Regions from separate parts of the Ovis aries genome. Here region 2 is linked to region 1. Evidence: chromatin contacts called from public Hi-C data. All regions are on one chromosome and are shown on one strand. The core of a region is the stretch at or near the end of the contact, and the rest is flanking DNA. Distances in the headings are between cores, read along the strand shown.

Region 1 (5,453 bases), core at 487-2,986:
CAGGGTGACAATATACAGCCTTGACATACTCCTTTTCCTATTTGGAACCAGTCTGTTGTTCCATGTCCAGTTCTAACTGTTGCTTCCTGACCTGCATATAGGTTTCTCAAGAGGCAGGTCAGGTGATCTGTATTCCCATCTCTTTCAGAATTTCCCACAGTTTATTGTGATCCACACAGTCAAAGGCCTTGGCATAGTTAATAAAGCAGAAATAGATGTTTTTCTGGAACTCTTTTGCTTTTTCCATGATCCAGCAGATGTTGGCAATTTGATCTCTGGTTCCTCTGCCTCTTCTAAAACCAGCTTGAACATCTGGAAGTTCACGGTTCACATATTGCTGAAGCCTTGCTTGAAGAATTTTGAGCATTACTTTACTAGCATGTGAGATGAGTGCAATTGTGCAGTAGTTTGAGCATTCTTTGGCATTGCCTTTCTTTGGGGTTGGAATGAAAACTGACCTTTTCCAGTCCTGTGGCCACTGCTCAGTTTCCCAAATTTGCTGGCATATTGAGTGCAGCACTTTCACAGCATCATCTTTCAGGATTTGAAACAGCTCAACTGGAATTCCATCACCTCCACTAGTTTGTGCGTAGTGATGCTTTCTAAGGCCCACTTGACTTCACATTCCAGGATGTCTGGCTCTAGGTGAATTGATCACACCATCGTGATTATCTGGGTCAGGAAGCTCTTTTTTCTACAGTTCTTCTGTGTATTCTTGCCACCTCTTCTTAATATCTTCTGCTTCTGTTAGGTCCATACACTTTCTGTCCTTTATTGAGCCCGTCTTTGCATGAAATATTCATTTGGTAAATCTAATTTTCTTGAAGAGATCTCTAGACTTTCCCATTCCATTGTTTTCCTCTATTTCTTTGCATTGATCACTGAGGAAGGCTTTCTTATCTCTCGTTGCTATTCTTTGGAACTCTGCATTCAGGTGGGTATATCTTTCCTTTTCTCCTTTGCTTTTTGGTTCCCTTCTTTTCACAGCTATTTGTAAGGCCTCCTCAGACAGCCATTTTGCTTTTTTGCATTTTTTTTCCTGGGGATGGTCTTGAGTCCTGTCTCCTGTACAATGTCATGAACCTCTATCCATAGTTCATCAGGCACTTTGTCAGATCTAGTCCCTTAAATTTATTTCTCACTTCTACTGTATAATCATAAGGGATTTGATTTAGGTCATACCTGAATGGTGTAGTGGTTTTCTCCACTTTCTTCAATTTCAGTCTGAATTTGGCAATGAGGAGTTCATGATCTGAGCCACAGTCAGCTCCCGGTCTTGTTTTTGTTGACTGTATAGAGCTTCTCCATCTTTGGCTGCAAAGAATATAATCAATCTGATTTTGGTGTTGACCATCTGGTGATGTCCATGTGTACAGTCTTCTCTTGTGTTGTTGGAAGAGGGTGTTTGCTATGACCAGTACATTCTCTTGGCAGAACTCTATTAGCCTTTGCCCTGCTTCATTCTGTACTCCAAGGCCAAATTTGCCTGTTACCCCAGGTGTTTCTTGACTTCCTACTTTTGCATTCCAGTCCCCTATAATGAAAAGGACATCTTTTTTGGGTGTTAGTTCTAGATGGTCTTGTAGGTCTTCATAGAACTGTTCAGCTTCTTCAGAGTTCCTGGTCGGGGCATAGACTTGGATTCCCGTGATACTGAATGGTTTGCCTTGGAAATGAACAGAGATCATTCTGAGTTGAGTATAGCAAGTAGTTGGGTGCATTCCAAATGACCTGAATCAGAGAGCTGGAAAGGACATTAAAGTGATCTAATCGACTTCCTTATTTTGCAACCTGTGGATCAGAAGCCGAGTGTGTGTGTTTTAGGAGCAAAACTGGTCTAGATGCCAGGTTTCCGTGTTTCCAAAACAGTCCTCTCTCTGCCCCCTCGCTGAAAAACCTTTGAGGGGTTCCTGAAGGAAGCTCACTAATAGTTGTGAGTCTTTGAAAATGAATAAAACCTCCATTTTTCTTAAAACATAGAGATGGACTAAGTGATTTCTGAGAGTTCCTTCCAGCCCAGGGTGGGAATCAGTTTTCCTGTAATTTTCACTCTTGGGCGTCCTTTGGAAGCATGGCTGCTGCAATTCTGCCATCTAGTGGTGTAACATAGGTATTGCGCCACCCCCCAAATCCCTTAGGGCCCTTTTCTACTAATAAACGCTGCAGAGGAAAGCAGCTGAGTGAAAAGAGCATTAAGTCTCCTCCCTACACTTGCCTTGGCTCATTCCCTCCGGCAATGGGAACTTTAAAGAAAACTCCCCAACCTCTCTGACCTGAAGCATACAACTTTCTCCTCCGCATCTGTCTGCAGGGTTTAGGGTGGGAAGGTAGTTGCACTGGGGGCCGGGTTTCCTGTACCAATCTCTGGGAGGCACGATGCCCAGCCTATGGGTACATTCCTCTGTGCTCCACTAAAGCGATTTTCCCATGTCCATCACTTGCCGTCACCCTGTCAGAATGGTGCCATGTCTAGCTCCAGGCTGGAGCCTTCCTTCAATCCACCCAAGAGCTGGGACACCCCTTCCTTCCACCTCCCACCTTACTCATCCTCCTGTGGTGCCGCCCTCTCAAGTCCACAGTCAGCCAGCCTGCAGGGTGAGAGAAGGGACCACAGGGGGCGCAGTCCTGTTCCTGTAAGTTACATGGTCTGCCCTGAGACTGAATTGTGTCCCCCAAAATTCATATGGTAAAGCCCCTAGTCTCCAGTGTGATGGTGCTTGGAGGTAAAACCTTTGCTACTTACGTTTTGGTGAAGTCACGAGAGTGGAGCCCTCATACTGGGATCAGTCTGTCTCTCTGACTGTCTTTCTTTCTTGCTCTCTTTCTCTCTCCTTTTTTTTCCTCTCTGTTAGGATTCAGCAGGAAATTAGCCACCTGGAGGCCAGAAAGAGGCCTTACCAGAACCCAATCATGCTTACACTTTGATCTCAGACTCCAAGCCTCCAAATCTGTGAGAAATCAGCGTCTGTTACTGAAGCCACTTAAGCTGTAGTGTTTTGTCCTAGCAACCCAAGCAGACCAAGGCATGGTCTGAGTCCCGGTTTGAAGTATTGGAAGTCAGTCCATTCAAAGAAAATCTTGCAGATGGGTCAGTTTTACCCATAGCTCTTCTCAGACGGGACGAGTGCTGAGCCTTACTGATGGGCCGACCAGGAGGAGGTTGTGTGTGTGTGCTTAGTCACGTGAGCCCATGGACAACAGCTTGCTAGGCTCTCCCATGAGATTCTCCAGGCAAGAATGCTGGAGTGGATTGCCACTCCTTTCACCAAGGATCTGCCCAATCCAGGGACTGAACCTGGGTCTCCTGCACTGCAGGTGGGTCCTTTACCATCTGAGCCACCAGGGAAGCTGCGGAGGAGGCTGGGGCGGGGAAAAGATGACTAGGAGCACAAAGGTTCTTGTGTCTTCAAATGAGGAGGCCGAATACAATAAAGACCCCGGTGAGCTACACCAGTTCCTGAGGAGGTTCACCGGGTAGGAAATGCTTCCAGAAATATTCCCTCAGGAGCCAAGGTGGCTGATCCAGAACAGCCATCAGGACTGTGAGTAGAGGGCACGGTGCAATGTCACAAGATAAAAGGAGTCTAGGTCCGAGGACTTTGTGCAGAACGGCTGGACAGCCAACCCCCACCTTCAGTGGGAGGGGAAAACGTACTTTTCGTGTGTTTTAAGCCACTGTCTTCTAGTCTCCGTAACCCACAGCCAAAGATAATCAGAACTGATATTGCATTCAATAAGTGTTGGCTGTTATCTGTCACATGATCACAACTATTTAATATCTGTCTTCCCACTGGATTGTAAGCTCCATGAGGGCAGGGACTGTGTTTTCCCAGTTCAGTGTATCCTCAAGGCCCAAGCCAGTGCCATACACACAGCTGGCACTCAGTAAGTGTCAGATAAGTCTGTGACCCCCTTTCCTGCCCCTTTCCTGCTTGAACCTGAGTACCAGCCTTGTGTCATCTTTTCCACTAAGGTCTCACCTAAAGCCCACTAAGAAAGATCATCCCAGTCACGTCTCACTTCCTCTTGGTGCAGGGCCCTTGGAAATTACACTGTGCGTGACGTGGAAGAAGTGGTCCTGCTGGTGTTGTGCTGCGTGGGGGTCATTCTGCGGTTAGTCCCTGGATGCTTACGTCCTTGCTTAACCGCACGGTAATCGACGTAGGCGGGGAAAACACTTTCAGTTTTTAATCATTGGGAGCTTGGCCCCAATTCCTCCTAAATGTTTACAGCGGACAATAAACACTTCATGAAGAAAGAAAGGGAGGGAGGGAAGGTGGGAGGGAAGAAAGGAAAAGAAAGTGAGGGAAACCCGACAAGGCCCCAACACTGAGGAGGCATGCTGGCATTTCAAGTCAGGGAGAGTGACTCTTAAAAAGGAGAAATAGGGACTTCCCTGGCAGTCCAGTGGTTAAGACTTCACCTTCCAATGCAGGGCATGTGGGTTTGATCCCTGGTTGGGGAGCTAAAATTCCACATGTCTCATGGCCAAAAAGCCAAAACATAAAACAGAAACAGTATTGTAACAAATTCAATAAAGATTTTTAAAATGATCCACATAAAAATCTTAATTAATTAATTAAAAAAGGAGAAATGATGGGGTGTTCCCTGGTGGCCAAGTGGCTAGGATTCCAGGCTTTCACTGCCATGGCCCGGGTTCAATCCCTGGTTGGGAATCTGAGATTATCCGGCAATAAAATAAATAAAAATTAAAATAAAATAAAATTTAAAAGTAAAGCCAAAATCGATCAAGCAGAATGGTAGGGATAATACAAGAGAGACGCTCCCAAGAGCCTAACTTGAAAAAAATTTCAAAGGCTGATTGATGTGTGTCGAAAAATGGGAAAATTGGGGATTCTGGGGACCTGGGTTCATAGGTCATTAGCTGTGACCCTGGGTGAGTCAAGTCTCTCCTAAGGAGCCATTTCCTTCCCTTTACACTTAGCAGGTCTGACTCAGTCAGTGGTCTTCTGGTTGTGCTCTAAGGAGCCCAGATAGAGGCTCAAGATACAGGCATCCACTCCTCACCTCCTCAGCTGGAGAATCTCTGCTCCATTCGGTTCATGCATTGGCTTCTGCACAGAATTTAGCTTGAGTGAAAGGCTGTGGAGCCAAGACTTCCCTGCTGGTTCAGTGATTTAAGACTCTGCTCCCAACGTAAGGGGCCTGGGTTCAATGCCTGGCCTGAGAACTAGATCCTATCTGCCGCTAAGAGCCCATGAATGGGAATAGCTACAACTATGACCCAGCACAGCCAAACAAATAAATAAACAATTTTTTTAAAGGCTACAGAGCTACAATCACATTTGAAAACCACTGGAGTCAATGACCCCTATCGCAACTGCATAAAGATCTCAAGTTTTATGATTCAACAGGTCTCTCCCATCACTGGAGCCCCTTCCTCACAGAAGAAAAGATACACATGGTATCTTTGGGGGCCTTGGTCTCACCTT
Region 2 (5,515 bases), core at 2,314-4,813, 570 kb before region 1:
AGAGTATGGGCTTTTATCAGCAGGATGGGACCTGGCCTGTGGAAAAAGAGCATGGGCTGCTCTTACTTTTTGAGTTTGGGCAAATGGTCCTGTAAACAGAGTATTTTCTTACTGAGCTCCACTATACCATTACTGGAAAAATGTTTCTAGTAGACTGGATTGAAAAAGTCATGAAGGGAACCATGGCAACACTGTCCTAAGTTCAGTGCTGGGTGTGGTAATAATGAAAACAGCACCATTTACTCAGAGCGTACTGTGTGTCAGACACCATCCTCAGCCATTATATAGACATTATCTCAATTAACCCCAGTAATAACTATGAGGCGGAAGTCCCATTCCACTTGGGGAGGATCAGGGACCAACACAAAGTCATGTCAGAGGACTCAGTCCCAAAACTAATCAGCTTCTGGTGGCGTGTGTGGTCACTTTTGTGAATATTCACTTTACAGTGCACACTTTTCTTTTTCAGGTCTAGCCGAGCCTCTACCACACATCCAGACTGAGAAGGCAAGAAATCTCCCACATCTGAAAAGCAGGCACCATCCTAACTAACCTCTCCATCTCATAACTGTATCAGAAGTAAAAGAAGCTGTCTTCTGACCTGGGACTCTCTACCAGATGGCAGGGTTAGCAGGACACTACAACTTTTGGACAGAATATAATGTTCCCAGGTAGCACCTCAGCTGATTTATCTTTGTTTGTCATGACCAGGGCATCTGGTCTGCATCTAGGACATTTCAATAGCTCAAAAATGCAGGTGATTCCAGGCCAACAAAAAGGAGGTAAGTCTAGTCAGCGTCATCATCAGAAGTTACTTTGGGGCTCAGCCTCTCTATTGCCACCCTCTGTGCATAAGACAGCCTCACTAATCCCACTGCCAGGACAATAAAGGGAGGTTACCTCGAGCATTCGGTAGGTGGCAGAGGATCCAGGAAACTCATTAGCACAGATTTCCAGGTGATGGAGTTTCTGAGTTACACTCTCTTCCATAAGAAGTGGCTGTGTCTTATCTCCAAGGCTAACAGAAGAACAACTATGCTGTTCTTCTATTGTTAAATCAGATCCATCCTCACCACTTCTATAGTATTCATATACTTCATTCTTCTTATTCTCTGAGAGCAAATTCGTCAAGTGATTTTGGCTAGGTGCCAGCTCTGGGAATTCAGTAAAAAGCCAATGTCTATCCTTGAAAAACCCGTTTTCATGGATTTTGTAGAAGTTGTTCCAATATTTGTTGGCGTTGACCTCATAATCAGCTGTAAATATTTAAGAAAGAATTTTAAGAACCATCTCTCAGTTTTATTTGTATACAATATAAATTATCACCCTGCTTCACCAAATTTTATATGAAAAGTTATACTCAAGTAGAGCCTCAGTCTCAGAGCTGGTGGTCATTTGGTCCTATCACACTTGACTTTGCTCTCTATCTTGTCCTTCCAGGGAGTTTCAACTTCTGCCAGAAAACTTACTACCTATCAATTCTCCTCCCACATCTTTAGATGGCTCTTAACTATTGGGAAATCCTAATATTAAGCAAAAAACCTGTCTAATCATTTCTGGTCAAAAGGTCCTACTATTTCTCATACAGAACAGCTCTTTCGTATTTGAGGGCCATTATTTCCCTTTCTAAAACCTCTTTTACAAGCTAAATGTCCCAGGTTCTTCAGTTATTCCCCATGTGAAGTCAATGGTTATAATACAGGTATGATACTGTATCTTCTTTACATTATATTCCTGAGTCTGTGGTTCTTTATAGTGTGGAGCCCAGAAATGAATTCACTACTAACAGATACCAAGCATGGAAACAGAAAATGATGACAAGAGGAAAAGTGTTCCGATAAGAAGAGATCTGATGATAGAGGACAGGACAGACTCAAGTATGGACTATTTAAAAGAAACCTGTGTTATTCAAGGTGATCAAGGCAGTCCTAGATTTCAATTTTACTTCTTATTTTTGAGATAACACTGGCTTATAACTAGATTTTAGCTTTCTGCTCCTTGCCAATACAGAGCTTTGACTAGTGTAGTAGAAGAATAAAAACCTAAGAAACTGGATCTCAATTCTACCACTACTAACTAAACTGCTTACCTCTGGGCAAGGCACTTAATGTCCTGAAGTCCAAGTTTCTTTAACTGTAAAAAGAGGATATTGGACTATATGATTTTCAAAATCCCTTTCAACCTTAATTTGCTTTGATGTAGTCTTTGTCAAACTATGTAAGGTTAATATTTCATAACTGGACTCTTGTACTTGTTCAGAAATATTTCTGTGGGTACTACTCTGCAATTTCTAGTGCCACCTTCAACTGTCACTTAGAACACAGGCCCAACCAGTTCTAGTTTTACTAACTAGGAATATTTTTCAGTGAAATCATCCACCTCTTCAGAAGAGGCTTCTTTTTCTTTGGCCAGACTTATTTCCACTCTGATTCATCCACCTTTCCTTTGCAGAAGCCTTACCACCTCATAGCCACCACACAAGGAAAAGACACATAACTCACGATTTGTTAGCCAGCCACCCCTCACCCCCCATCATTTAGAATCTGACCACTTGAATCCAGCTGTAATAGCAACATTTCCTCGGGCAAAATGTAATGATGTAGAAAGAATATTCTCTAAGACAATCATGTTGCCACAGGTCAGTCATATTGATATGGGTCTAGTCAACATAATTAAAGACTTAGTGAAGCTGCTCAGTCGTGTCCGACTCTTTGCGACCCCATGGACTGTAGCCTACCAGGTTCCATCATCCATGGGATTTTCCAGGCAAGAATACTGGAGTGGGTTGCCATTTCCTTCTCCAGGAGATCTTCCCTCCCCAAGGATTGAACCCAGGTCGCCTGCATTGTAGGCAGACGCTTTATCACCTGAGCCACCAATGAAAGACTTAAGTCACTAGAAAACGCTATCGAGATACAGTTATCCTCTTCCAAACAAAAAAGCAAAACCAAAACACCCTTTATGCCCTAACAAGATGTCAAGGCACAGCCCTTTCCCAGCCTTGCCCAACCCCTCCCCTTCTCGTTCTATCCCAGAGTTCTGTATCAGACCAGTAACAAAGACTCTCGGGGCCTCGGTTCTCTGGCTTCTCCGGAGAGCATGTCCAGCAGTACGCAGGCTGTCATTACCACTGAGGGTCCACCTGGGCGCACCTTGCTTCTCCTGGCACACCCGCTGAGTGCTGTTCTCCTGGACTTTCCTCTCTGCCTCCGCGGCCTGCTCCTCCGACCACTCCACGTTGTCCCTGGGGAAATGAAATGGGCAGCGTAGGCGCCTCAGGTTTTCGCCGCGGGCAGGGAGTCGCTGGCCCCGAAGCGCCTCTTCCGTGGGAGGAGAGGGCCAAGAGTAGGTCCGCAGGACTCTGGTCGGCGGTCAGGGCCTTCTCAGAGTGCTCTGCGGCGCTGGGACAGGGCGAACCGCAGGCCGGGCGAAGGGTAGGGCACTTACCAGGCATTGTGGTGAAAGACGCGAGCGGGGTCGCTCAGAAACCGGCTCCCGAATTGCTGCCTCTTCCCGCAGACGGCTGCAGGATCGCCTTCAGGGAAGGAGCCGTCCATGACACCGGAACCGGAAACACCTACTTTCCCCTCACGCGCGAAGGCTCTGCAGGCCACACCCCTTTCGGAAATCGCAAGGTCTGGGCGGGAAAACACGGAGGCCGGGTGGGGCAGTCATGAAGTCTCCCGTTGAGGCGGCTTTCGGACTCTGCCTGGTGGGATGGAGCTATTTGGGAAGGAGAGTCAGCGGGTTTTCGCCCCGGAGTCTTTAGTCCTTCAACAGGCGGGCCAGAAAGTGGTAGACGTTCCACTTGAGCCTCCTAATTCTAGGATGCTCTAACAGGTCCCCAGTTTCTCTTAAGTTGTAAGACAAAAAATTTTGAATCACTTTAATAATTAGATAATTACCTCGATTTACTGTAGAGTAGTGGCCAAAATAATTGAGAAAAATAGCAAGCAGGGCGAGGAAATAGGGCAGTTTTCCAGCTTTTCACAGTGTGAAAAAGGAAAGAAAAAAGTGTGTGTTGTGTGTGTGTGTGTGTTGTTGATATCCACACTGTTTTTCTGGAGAAGGATATGAAATGAATTTTGAGAACACGAAGTTTAACCGTCAAATCACATATCCAAGGACAAGTTTAAAAGTATAACCCCACCACCTAACTTTTTGAATTATCCATATGAAAGCTTATTTGCACAATCAGAATTGTAATACATACATATATATAATTAATACATTTCCAGCCTTACATTTGTTTCGATAATTGCCACAAACTTACAAAAGAAGGAAGTATGCTGTCAATATAAGATAAAGTTAATTGAGATTTCCAGAAGAGGGATGACTACCATTTGGAAGAAGAGAAGGGATTCGTTATTTAAGTAATATAGTTCTAGGTTTAACACACTGGTAACCAGTGATAGCTTATTGCTGAATCTTTCCATGGTGGTGGTGGTGGTTTAGTCGCTAAGTCGTGTCTCACTCTTTTACGACCACATGGGCTGTAGCCTACCAGGCTCTTCTGTCAGTGGGATTTTCCAGGAAAGAATACTGGAGTGGGTAAGCCATTCCCTTTTCCAGGGGATCTTCCCCACCCACGGACTGAACCTGAGTCTGCATTGCAGGAGGATTCTTTACCAACTGAGCCACCAGGGAAACCCGTCTTTCCATAGGCAAAACCAAAGGGAGCGATGATTCTATAACTTTCCCTCCAAAAAAAAAAAAAAAAAAAGGAAACAAACCCTAAATCACAAAGAAAAATACAGGAGTGAATAAAAAAGATGACAGTAAAGAACTTGTAGTTTATTTGGAAACAATACTGTTTTGCTATTCTCATGGTCTTTTGAAACATTTTGAACAAAAGCTCCTTTCCAAAAAGCAAGTACAAGAATTTTTATCTTTTCTCAAGGTCGGTTGTGTAGATAAGGTGGTTGGTTCATATTTATTCTTGATATCTTGTTCTGTCATCTACAGGTTTCTTTTTTTTCTCTCTCCCCACACCGAAAGATTTGTGGTGCCGGTCAACAGTCCTATTGCATATTTTCTTCCAGATAGCTCACACTGTCTTCACTTGAAGTTACTTGCTATATTAGTTGCAATTAGAGTCATTTAAAGTGTCAAGCAAGTTGGGCCTTTCATTAAGATGTGACAAAGTATCCTAATCTTAACTTTTATACAATTACCTTTGGTTGGCCTGTAAAACTCATTTTTCTCCATCTTTTGAAGCACCTACAATAATATTTCAGAGGAATTTGGACGACATCTGTGAGTCCTTCATGGTATCAGGCTGTAGAGTCAGCAAGAACTACCTTTCAGAGGAGCTAAGGGTCCCTCTGCTGGTGAGTAATGAGAATTCTCCCAGCTCAGTGGGTGGCAGGGGTTCAAAGCAGGGAAAGATTGAGAAATTTCATTCTGGATTATGGCCTTGAGTGTTAACCCTGGACTGAGGTAGTTAATTGTTTCAGGCTTTTCTTTCAGTTCCAATCAGTGGAAAGTTTTGGGCTGTGTAAGCATGTGCTCTGGA

The links. A called contact is a pair of places that touch in the nucleus more often than the background predicts.
Region 2: a Hi-C map of liver shows a contact between it and region 1, with 3 times the contacts expected there. The contact joins the promoter of METTL2A here to the enhancer-like site in region 1. A contact is called at or near these places in 5 of 16 Hi-C or Micro-C datasets (hypothalamus, liver, omental adipose tissue and 1 more).

The regions. Positions count from the first base shown.
Region 1 is chr11:46,029,859-46,035,311 of ARS-UI_Ramb_v3.0, reverse strand. No RefSeq gene overlaps it. Among named protein-coding and RNA genes, the nearest start is that of MYL4, 18 kb to the right of the region's middle. Within about 2 kb of position 1,736, at least 2 of the 54 cell types and tissues checked have an H3K27ac peak or open chromatin away from gene starts, as enhancers often do. A contact at or near this core is called in liver, where this site is marked.
Region 2 is chr11:46,597,484-46,602,998 of ARS-UI_Ramb_v3.0, reverse strand. METTL2A (methyltransferase 2A, tRNA N3-cytidine) reads right to left here and starts at 3,563. Exons shown (of 8, transcript XM_012186284.5): 1 at 3,448-3,563; 2 at 3,153-3,244; 3 at 901-1,256. The coding sequence starts at 3,557.